2 separate regions of the Gossypium arboreum genome follow, and region 1 is linked to region 2. The links are chromatin contacts, called in public Hi-C maps. All regions are on one chromosome and are shown on one strand. The core of a region is the stretch at or near the end of the contact, and the rest is flanking DNA. Distances in the headings are between cores, read along the strand shown. Region 1 holds the start of LOC108467849. Region 2 holds the start of LOC108469808 (ubiquitin-conjugating enzyme E2 10).

Region 1 (5,240 bases), core at 294-2,793, 200 kb after region 2:
GAGACGGTTGAATTGGCGGCCAAAAGCTAGAGACGTGCCGCCCCTCTCGGCTCTTCTTTTCCCACTTGAACCACTGGCCGTAGGATAAGATGCTGCTGATGTATACTCCAAATTTGTATTATAAGAATAACCCAATAGGACTACTGTCATGCAGGTCATACCATTTGTCACATTTGGATAAAAAAATATAATTGAGGGTTTTTTATTCTCTTGGTCAGAATGGGTGTACTAAAATTAAGTCTTTACTATATCTACCGTTATATTTAATAATATGTAAAATTTTAAATTAATTAAATATCTTTATCACAAAGTGAATTACTCTTCACTTTTTAAATATAGTAATCGCTCTAGTTTGCAAAATACTCTCTTTTCCATGGATACTTTTTCTTGGATAGAAGAAATTACTTATAGAGTAGAAATAATAATAAAGTTTAAGTTCATATGTTTCAAATTTCTAATATTTATTTTAAAATTTAAATTTAAATATGAATATTGTTATGAATATGTTATTAAGTAAATGTCCATTAAAATTATCATTTATATAAATAGAGACTTTTGATTGATTAATAAAATACGCTCTCTCTTTACTCTCTTATTCAGGGGCGAAGCTAGAACAAATTTTTAGGGGCCGAATAAAAATTTAATTTTTTATAGTCTATATCTTTATAATTTTTAAATGATTAAATCGAATTTTTATAATTTTAAGGGGGTCAAAGTAAATTTTACCTTTATTAATTTAAAATTTTAAAAAAAATTCAAGAACCTAAATATAAATTTTTCATTTTAGGGAGCCACTGCTAGCCCCCATTGTATCCGCCCCTGCTCTCATTCTCTTTGTTCTTTAGTCTTTGTCTATTTATTTTATAAAAAATATCATTAAAAATTTCTATTAAAATTGAGTTATTTTTTCTTACATGTCTATTAAATTAATAGTTTTTTATTTCAAAATGTCAAATATGGTGTAGATAATAAGTATTACCTAAATTTTGAAAATTTAAATTTTAAAAATATGAAAAATATTATAACCTAAAGTTTAATATGTGAAGGACATGAAATTAATGAGAAATAATTATATTTCACTTTCGAGTTGGCTTTTCTTATAGGTTAATACAAAGTTTCACTAATCAAATTTATTATTTATCCGAAGTTAGGCTGGTTCCTTAATTAGTGGATTAGCTCCTTTTTAAAATAATAGTTTCGCTGTTGACTTGACATCATGAAGTTGGTAATTATTCCAAAAGAAGAGGGGTTGAATAATAACAAGTTCCAACAATCTTTCAACTCTTTGTACATGAAAAAACAGAGAGATTAATTTAATATTTATATTCTAATTTTAGTTCTTAAATCAGGAGCACACAATCACATTTATCATTTATTTATACAATAATCTGGGAATTGTAATATAATTTTAAAATAAAAACATGTATCACAATCACGTCATTATTATTTTATATATTTATATAAAATGGCAGCTAAAATCCTTTCCAAACGACATCGTACAAGCTTCTATTACCTTTTTTCTAGGACGACCTTTGAAGAGAGTAACAGTTTTTTGAAAAAAAAAAATTTAAGCATAAGAAAAGACGAAAATCCCGGAGAATATTTATAAATAGATTAGAAACAGATACTCGATGGACGTGATTTTTGAAGTTTGTAGTTGACTCTGGATAACCATGTTGTTCTTTGTTGTCTTTTATTTTCTGTTATGTTATTCCATCTACAGTTATTGTCCCTTGTTGTTTTCGTTACAAAATGTTTTTTTTGAGAGATTTCAGGTTCTTGGCTTGGTTGTTTACGTTTCCAGCTGACTTTTTTTTATCTTCCTATAATTCCCAAACATTCAAAGCTTTAAGATTTCTTTTCTAAAAGAACAAAAAAAGTTGGTCGGGTTCTTCAATCTAGGTGCTATTTGACGGATATTGGTTGAATGGTCAGCTTTCTTTTCATTTCTTTTCCTTTTTGTTAGCACATCATTTTCATTTTCATTGTTGATTTTTTTTTTGTGTGTTTATGTTCTCTTCTCTTCTATGGAATAAAAATGGAATATTTTCTTCATCAGATCAAAATTTTGGGATTCTAGAAGAGAATAGTCAAAAGGGAAAGTTGGCGTTGAAAAGAGAGACTTGTCACTGAGAGGTCTGCATATATGGTTTAAAACATTTATTTTCCATTAAGGCCTTAATTTTTGTTTTTTTTTCTTTAAATATTTCTTGGGATCATCCCAATATGTGCTTTTGGTTAAATAACCATTTTAAATATATATATATATATATACGTGCAGGCCTGGTGTTTGGGGGCTGTTGATTCTGGGGTTTCATCTCCAGGATTCGACAGCACCCTTGTGATTTTATTCGAAGGGAATTGTCCATAGAGTTTGGTTTTAAATGGAGCACTTCAGGCAGATTGGTGAGGTTTTGGGAAGTTTGGGTGCTCTCATGGTTTTACAAGATGATTCTCAAATCAATCGACGCCAGTGCTGTTTATTGTTTGATATCTTCGGTTCGGCTTTCAATACAATAGCCGAGGAGATAAAGCTGAACCTCCAACTAGACGAGAAGAACACCAAATGGAACGCCCTCGAACAACCATTCAAAGAGCTTCAAAGGATCTTCAAAGAGGGTGAAGTTTATGTCCGACAAAGTATGGACAAGAGAGACTGGTGGGTTAAAGCAATCAACCTCCACCAGAATAAGGATTGCGTCCATAACCACATCCACAATTTGCTTTCCCACTTCCCCGTTGTCATCGAGGCCATCGAGACGGCAGGAGAGACAGCAGGGCGCGACCGAGGCGAGATGCAAAGGCGGGGAATTGCTCTCAAAATGAAGTACGATAAGGAATGGAATGACCCCAAACTTTTCCAGTTCCGATTTGGGAAGCAATACTTGATCCCTCAAGACATTTGTAGTCGTTTCGAGCGTGCTTGGAGAGAAGATAGATGGAATCTTGTGGAAACTCTAAGGGAGAAGAGCAGTTCGGAATCCACAACCAAAACTCAGCAGCGTCTGGCTGACTTGTTGATCAAGAAAATCATTGGATCAGAGGGTTGTATTGGCAAACTCTTCCCAAGTTCAATCTTGAATGGAGGGGATTACGTAGTGAGGCGACGAGTTGGGGGACAGTACAAGGAAATCCAGTGGCTGGGTGATAGCTTTGCATTGAGAAACTTCTTCGGGGATGTTGAAACATCAGCCTCTGAAATCTCCACCCTTCTTTCACTTTCACATCCCAATATATTGCAATACCTTTGCGGGTTCTACGATGAGGAAAAAAAAGAAGTATTGCTGGTTCAAGAGCTGGTGAACAAGGGTCTTACTTATTACATGAGTGGCTCCAAACGGAGGGTCTCGTTTTGTCTTCCTGTCGTGGTTGATCTCATGTTTCAGATTGCAAGAGGAATGGAATATCTTCACTCACAGAAGATATACCATGGAGATTTAAACCCTTCTAATATCTTTCTCAAAGCTAGAAACAGTACTGACGATTATTTCCAGTTGAAAATCTCGGGTTATGGTTTATCCACTGTCAAAACTACGACCGGTTCTTCTCTGAAACCGAATGAGACCAAGCCTTGCATTTGGTATGCTCCGGAAGTTTTGCAAGAGCCAGAGCATTGCCTGCCAGGGAATGGCACCAGCTTTAAGTACACTGAGAAAGCAGATGTTTACAGTTTTGGGATGCTTTGCTTTGAGCTCTTGACTGGGAAAGTGCCATTCGAAGATGGACATCTTCAAGGGGATAAGGTGAGTCGAAATATTAGAGCAGGGGAGAGGCCTTTGTTTCCCTACACTGCGCCTAAATACCTTGCCAACTTAACCAAAAGATGCTGGCACTCTGATCCGAATCAACGTCCAAGCTTCTCATCGATTTGTCGGATTTTACGATATGTAAAGAAGTTTATCGTGATGAACCCTGACCATGATGAGCCCGGTGCTCGATCACCGGTCTCAGATTATTGTGAGATAGAGTCATGGTTCTTGAAAAAGTTTGCTGCCAATGGGAGTTTCAATTCATTATCAGTGGCACAAATACCGTTTCAAATGTTTGCTTATAGGCTTGCAGAGAAAGACAAAACTATTTTGAACAGCATGGATAAGAATGGAGAGGGAGCAGCCTCAACTTCCAGAGAAGACATGAATTCAGCAGTTGATGATCCATTGATAGCAGCTAGTGATGCAAAATCTGCGGACTCTGATGGAAAATCGGTGTATTCTGAGATTCAAGAACAGAGATCAATCCATTTGGATTCAACGCCACAAAGGAGATCAGTTTGCACCCGGATTCCAGAGAAGAAAATTTTACAGATGAAGAGAAACAGTAATGTGAAGGCGGCCAGAAAGAGTACAGGTCATAAATATGGTAATTTCTACTTTCATTTTTGTACACTAACAAATTCCTCAACTGAAGCCAGTGTTGGAATATGATTATGCAGGGATAACTAATGGAAAACCTACACAACCGCCATTACCTCGTGTTCAGAGTGTAAAGAATGTGAGAGTAAGTCGGTTAAAATCAATGACGAGGTCGTTGAGCACTGATCGGCTAAGATTAGCAGCTGGTGAGACCTCGGATTAAAATACACTATCAGAGGTGAACATTGTACTATATTTATCATCCATTAATCGCCACACTCATGAACAGGGTTGCAGGTATTCTATCAAACATTTTGGCCAAAAGAGACTGCGTCTTCTTTTCTATTTTTTTTTTTCATTTTTTCATCATAAACTTGTAGTTACAATAATAGCAACACTTTAGTTTTATCGTTGGATTGATGCATTTCGTCATCAATACCCATTTTTCTTCTTGTTTTATGAAGGTTTTTTTTCCTCCTAAATACAGTCTTAATCTTTCTCGTTCAATTTTGATGATGAAAATCTTCTTTTCAGCTGTGGGATTGTCAAAAATGATCTATTTTTCTAAACATTTGGCTGATTTCTACTAGAAAAGTTGCAAATAACTTAATAAACAAATCTTCTATAATTGTTGAGTGAAACCAGTTTAAAAAATATGGCAACCAAATAACGAAAGAGTTATACGCTTGATCTTACAGCCAAAATTATCATATACATCAAAATCTGTAGATCAGGGATAAACCATTGGCAACATAGATTGACAGAATGTTAGTTACAACAAAATGAGAACCATAGAATCCCGTAAATTATATCATAAACAAACCCAGTTAAAAGAAATCTTGCTCCAGGAATCATCATGATGGAAAGCATCTCATAGAAGAGTTTTCT
Region 2 (5,853 bases), core at 565-3,064:
CCTTTCATCAATGATAGCATGACACACCTTTTTGTGAATCATGCATCATGTGTGAAAGAGATTCTCATGTTGTTCATTATCCACCATCCCTTATAAATTCAAATTTTGTTGAAAAGCAACCATGTTTCTATTATTAGAATATTCCACAATGTCTTCCTTCTCAATGAACTAGTTTTCATTAAATGTCTCAAGGCATTGGAGAATGAATAGTAATAATGTCGTCCAAGAAAATGCGAGTGAAGCCCAAGGCCTAAGCCCAACCGGACCAAGTTTTTCACTTTCTAATTTCATTGCAATTGATAAAGAAAGGTACATCAAAGTTACCAACACATGCTCTATCTCGTGCATTGCTTGATTCAAGCTTCATGCACTTACATGAAAACTATACAACTATTAGATACTAGTATAATACCCACATTCCACGCCGAGATTTTTATTTATATATTTAATAGAATTTATAATATTTACGTTTTTTTTTACAAAAATAGAAGGCTAGGCCGTAAAAAAATGCAAACTTATGAGGCACAATATCGTCCATTAGTAATGCCAAGTCGATCACCTAGCAAAGTCTGAACTACTCTCCAAATGATAATTTGGTCATGGCATTATCACAAATATACTGAAGAAACTTTTATAATATATATTGAAGAAACACGTTACTAAGAAATGTATCAAAAAAAATTTTTAAACTTCTTAAAATTATTTTTTAAAAAAGAAGTAATAAGAGAAAATTGCATCGTGCAAAATTAGAGAATGGAGATATACGTTCATGTACATGACTTGCCTCCGAACATATGTTATAGAAGAATTTGTATAATGATATTGTATCATGTATGCATGCTATGAAACAAATATTTAATAAGAGACCAACAAACGATTTTGTAATGATGAATGAGGTCTTTCTCTGGTAGCAAATCATCAACATAGACCAAGTTCTTTGATCTTGGCCTCTAAAATAGATGAAATTGATTTCATCTATTTAATTACAGTTTCAATAGTGAGAGTATTGAGAAATACTTGTTTTCAGGAAAGAACATTACATGTCCAGTTACAAAGCAAATTATTTAAGATTATGAGCTTACCCAAAATTATAGTATGAGGAGATTGCATCAATCTTGATGTATGATAAACGTTTCGCATTGAATCGAAAGGATCCCAACACCAAAGCCACCCACCCATCAACAAAGTGTGGATTATCAAGCTGCTTAACATGCCAAGTCACAACAATAATCAAATGTCTCAATAGTAGTTGACCGGTGATATTAAAATTCCTTTACAAAAAATTTAAAAGAGTATAAGTTGGGATTTATTGTTATACAAAGAAAAAAAAAAGTAATTGTGTCACCATCATGGACATCACAAAAGTTGTACTTAACGATGAAGTTATTTTGTGGAGAAAAAAATTTGAATCAAAAGCTTCCCATCAAAGGCTATATAGTTTAGCATGCTCTGGTATGGGTGCTAGGCACTTCTCCACCTATAATTGCATCAACATAAGTTCCTGAGGAAGATAACATAAATGGGAACATAACATTCGTTTATATTTATAGCAAATTGGAAGGCATATAAAACAATTGCCAATGAAGTTGAGGCCCAATTACATTGTTTTGTTGGATTTGGTTGAAGCCATCTCACAAGAAGTAAAAAAGAATACTGACATTAAAGACAAAAAATGATAAAATCTAATTATATATAGAATTAGTTTATAAGTCTAAATTATTTGTGTCCAAAAGAGGAAAATCTCTTAATAATATAGAATTGGATGAGGTCCACGAAGACAGCCAGCCAATGAGAAATTGACAAGTACAGCCCATTTCTTTTTTATTTAATTATTCATAACTCATTTTCGTGGACCTGTCTATTTAACTCTGTTTTTTTTTTTTCTATGCTTTACTATTCTTCCGCTATTTGCAGCGACTAACAAACAATAGCGGGACGGGAGGATCTCTCAGGTATCTTTTTCTTCTTCTTAAATTTAAAATTATTTCGTGTTATCTTTGTTGAAGTTAAGGGCGATCTAGCTTGGATTTGATTTTTTTTTTCATATAAGTAACAAAAATCTGTTTTTTTTCTTTTTTAGGGTTTAGGTGATGGCTTCAAAGCGGATATTGAAGGAGCTCAAGGATCTCCAGAAAGATCCTCCTACCTCTTGCAGCGCTGGTTCAATTTCATCTCTCTTTTCATCTGTTCCCTGCCCCGATTTGATTTTTTTTTTCTTGTGATCTTTCTCATAGTCATTATAGTCTTGTTTCCATTATATTCTCTCTCTTTTTTTTATTGTTCTCTTAAATTTTATCCTTTTTTCCGGTTACCTGCATCCTGTCTTTGTAAATCATGAGATGAGATCATTATTGCCGTATAATTGAATTTTGAGCTGTAAATAAAGGATCTATACTTATTATTAGGGGGTTTGGTTTTGAGGTTTAGCTTCATTGATTGAAATTGCTGTATGTTTCGTCCTTTTATTTTCTTCATTTTCAATTTTTAGGTTTTCATCATTGGATTCTGTTTGACGCAATATTGTCAAAACTTTTATTTTTCTTTTTAACGTCTTATTATACTCATTGGTTGCTGTGGATATCCTTTTCTTAAGTTGATACGTGGTCATAAGAAATTGTTGCTGTATAGCTGAAGTTGTATGAATATTCATATGATTACAATGTAATGCTATTGTCATCTATTGCAGATAGAAACTCGTAATTTCTGTTAAAGGTACTAAAATCATTTAGGAGTGCAACATCTTATATTTTTCTCAAAGGAAAATATGAAAAAAGATTAGTATTTGATTGAGGAAAATATTTTCATTGGGTTACTTCCTAATTGGTTATTCCATCAAACTATTGTTTTACGTCTTTTTATTATTGATTAAGGCCCTGTTGCTGAAGACATGTTTCATTGGCAAGCAACTATTATGGGTCCTCCAGATAGCCCGTATGCCGGTGGGGTGTTTCTAGTCACCATTCATTTCCCTCCGGATTATCCATTTAAACCACCCAAGGTACTTTATTGTCTTAGTAATCTAATTCTCATTTGTTTCTTACTTTATTGTATATTGTGTACTTTTACCTTTATTGACTATATATTTATCTGCATTTGACTTGTCTTTTGCTTTTAAAACATACCACTTTGTGTCTTAAGTTTTTTCAAGAAAATTGAATGGCACTCCGTATACTGCAAGTTCATTATTTCAACATGTTAATTTTGCTTTTTTAACCATCTATAAAGTGTTGTAGACACGACTATTTTCTCCTCAGAAATCCAATACTGCTGTTGTCACAATGTGGTGAATTTCCCTACCTTTTTCCAATTTACATTTCAATTTTTTGAGGAATATGCATTAACATAACTGTTTAGAGCCTTCATATTATTTAGCTAATTCCTTACTGCAAATACTATGCCAACAAGTTGTCCTGACAGGGCAAGTGACTTGTGCGAACATTGCTTGGCATTGAAATGAGTAAACACTAATTCTACTTTATTTCTCTTTAGTTTTTATTTGCTTATTCTGTTACACAAGTTCTTTAATCTCCATAGGGCATCTATGCATGCTGGGTGTCTAACGGTTTGTTTGAGTGGGAGGCTACTGTTAGGTGGTTTTCAGTGCCAAAGTTTATGTGATCTATTGTTATTTTTGCATTTGTAAACAGTATCAGGTAAGCCATGTCTATTACATGCATGTAGATATTTAGTAATAGCTCCTCGGGTTTTCTATAATTTACTTTCTTGGTTAAACAAAATTACTGTCAATGGATGCTATGATAACAAAATTATAACCTTAATATGAGGACGGTAATGGTTTTCATTCGTTAATGATAAAATAGCATAAAGTTTATTTTCGGATAGAAATTTTATTTAATAGTAGTAACCAATTTGGTGTAGATACTTAATGCTTTTTTCTTCTGTAATGGCCTATATACATGCTTGTTTACCATTGATTCATGACCAACAAGTTTCTCTAGTAGTTTTGTTCAGCCAATCTTTTCCCCTTCTTTTACTATTCCTTTTAGCCTTTTTTATTTTTGCTCTCATTTAGGTTGCATTCAGGACAAAGGTATTTCACCCTAATATTAACAGCAACGGTAGCATTTGCCTTGATATTTTAAAGGAACAGTGGAGCCCTGCCCTCACCATATCCAAGGTTATTGTTCAATATTCCTAAGTCCTAATTGTCTTGAAGTATATACCTCTTTTAATTTGAACGTTATCTGTCAACCATTCTTCATAAAGCCGTTAAAAAAATTGCACCAGTTTAAAATCAGAAGGTTAAAAGCAAGCCTTTAAAATTTAGCGTTTCATCTACTGGCCAAGTTGTTTGCACCATCCAGTGACTCTGGTCTACAATAAGATTTTTTCTGTTATGTAACTTTACCGGTGTAAGGTGTGGGGATATGTTCTTATTTTATCTATTTTGATTCTAGGTGTTGCTGTCAATCTGCTCACTCCTGACGGATCCAAATCCTGATGACCCTTTGGTGCCGGAGATTGCCCACATGTACAAAACGGATAGGAACAAGTATGAGACAACCGCTCGGAGCTGGACCCAAAAATATGCTATGGGTTAAAGTGCTACTACGTATGTAATAGGAGGGCTTCATTCCCTGTGACTTTGGTCTTTAAATTAATTGTGTGATTTGTCTCCTCTTTACATACTGGACCTAGCCCTCCTTAAAAACCAATTTTCTTGTTAGTTGTTTGTATGAAAATTATGTTTCAAAACTTAAATCCCCTTTTCTTAATATCCTCATTGTTTTCAGTCTTACTTTGATTTTTCATTCGGAAAACGAACTAATCAGGTTCTGGTGGTATAACTTTGGCATCAGCCCACAAGCACCGGTAGGGATGGCGTAGTGTTGAAAGCAAGGCAGCTCAAAATATTTACCTTTATGGCAATGTTATTGTGGTTAACAAGACTTGTCCAAGCCCCACAAGCACCGATAGGGATGGCGTAGTGTTGAAAGCAAGGCAGCTCAAAATATTTACCTTTATGGCAATGTTATTGTGGTTAACAAGACTTGTCCAAGCCGGAATCGATGGATTCCCAAATTGACAAAATAACATTCTGTTGGACTGTAGAAGTTAATTCTGATGGGCTTCCATTTGGTTGGTTCAGCCCATTCCATGGCTAGCCCAGCCAGTATGTTTGCTTAACGCATGCGCTCCTTTATGTTCATGTAATTATTAGATGCTACTGCAATTGCAACGCGGCAAACCGGTAGGTTCATATAAGAATGGAGTTGAGTTTAGTGGTACTTCAATTTAGTCTTTATATTGTATGAAAGATGTACTTACTTGAGCATTTGACTTGAGTTGTGTTTATCTTTTTACCCCTTTTTTTGGAAACTTTTTCCCTTTCTGGACGAGTTCATTTATACCGGGACTGGGTTTTACTACCCAGGTTTAAGATGCATTGCTTTAACATAACATTTGGTGGTGGTGGGAAAAACAAATGGAGAAGGCTATGGAAGATTGATTAATTGGGTGCAGTAAATTTCCCTTTTGGTTTTAGCATTAACTGTGGTCGTTGGCTTTCTCTTTTTCCCTCTTGGTTTTCAGAAAACGCAGACACCAAAAATAGATAGTAAAAAAAAGTACTTTGCACTTTGAATTTGATAATTGAGAGTCGTGAATTCTCCTTTTTTTACTTGGGTTCTTTCACTATCAAATCAAATCTTACCCTAAATGAGGCTAACACCTGACGCTTAAAATTACAAAACTGCGTTTTTTCTTTTCAAAAGAAAAAACAATCCAAATTCAATGCATTTGTACATAAATGAAAACTGAGAGACAAGTGGATGAATAAACATCGTTCAACTTTACTCTCTTTTTAATTCATGTTTCCCGCATAAAATGACA

The links. Hi-C and Micro-C count contacts between places; a contact is called where the count stands out from the background.
Region 1: a Hi-C map of leaf shows a contact between it and region 2, with 2.4 times the contacts expected there. The contact joins the promoter of LOC108467849 here to the promoter of LOC108469808 in region 2. A contact is called at or near these places in 2 of 5 Hi-C or Micro-C datasets (both in leaf).

What each region holds. Positions count from the first base shown.
Region 1 is chr8:42,058,333-42,063,572 of ASM2569848v2, forward strand. LOC108467849 reads left to right here and starts at 1,544. Exons shown (of 5, transcript XM_017768659.2): 1 at 1,544-1,930; 2 at 2,060-2,136; 3 at 2,282-4,347; 4 at 4,433-4,558; 5 at 4,642-4,834. The coding sequence starts at 2,385. The coding sequence ends at 4,724.
Region 2 is chr8:41,859,111-41,864,963 of ASM2569848v2, forward strand. LOC108469808 (ubiquitin-conjugating enzyme E2 10) reads left to right here and starts at 1,815. Exons shown (of 5, transcript XM_017770857.2): 1 at 1,815-1,952; 2 at 2,081-2,160; 3 at 2,871-2,998; 4 at 4,034-4,138; 5 at 4,419-4,722. The coding sequence starts at 2,091. The coding sequence ends at 4,562.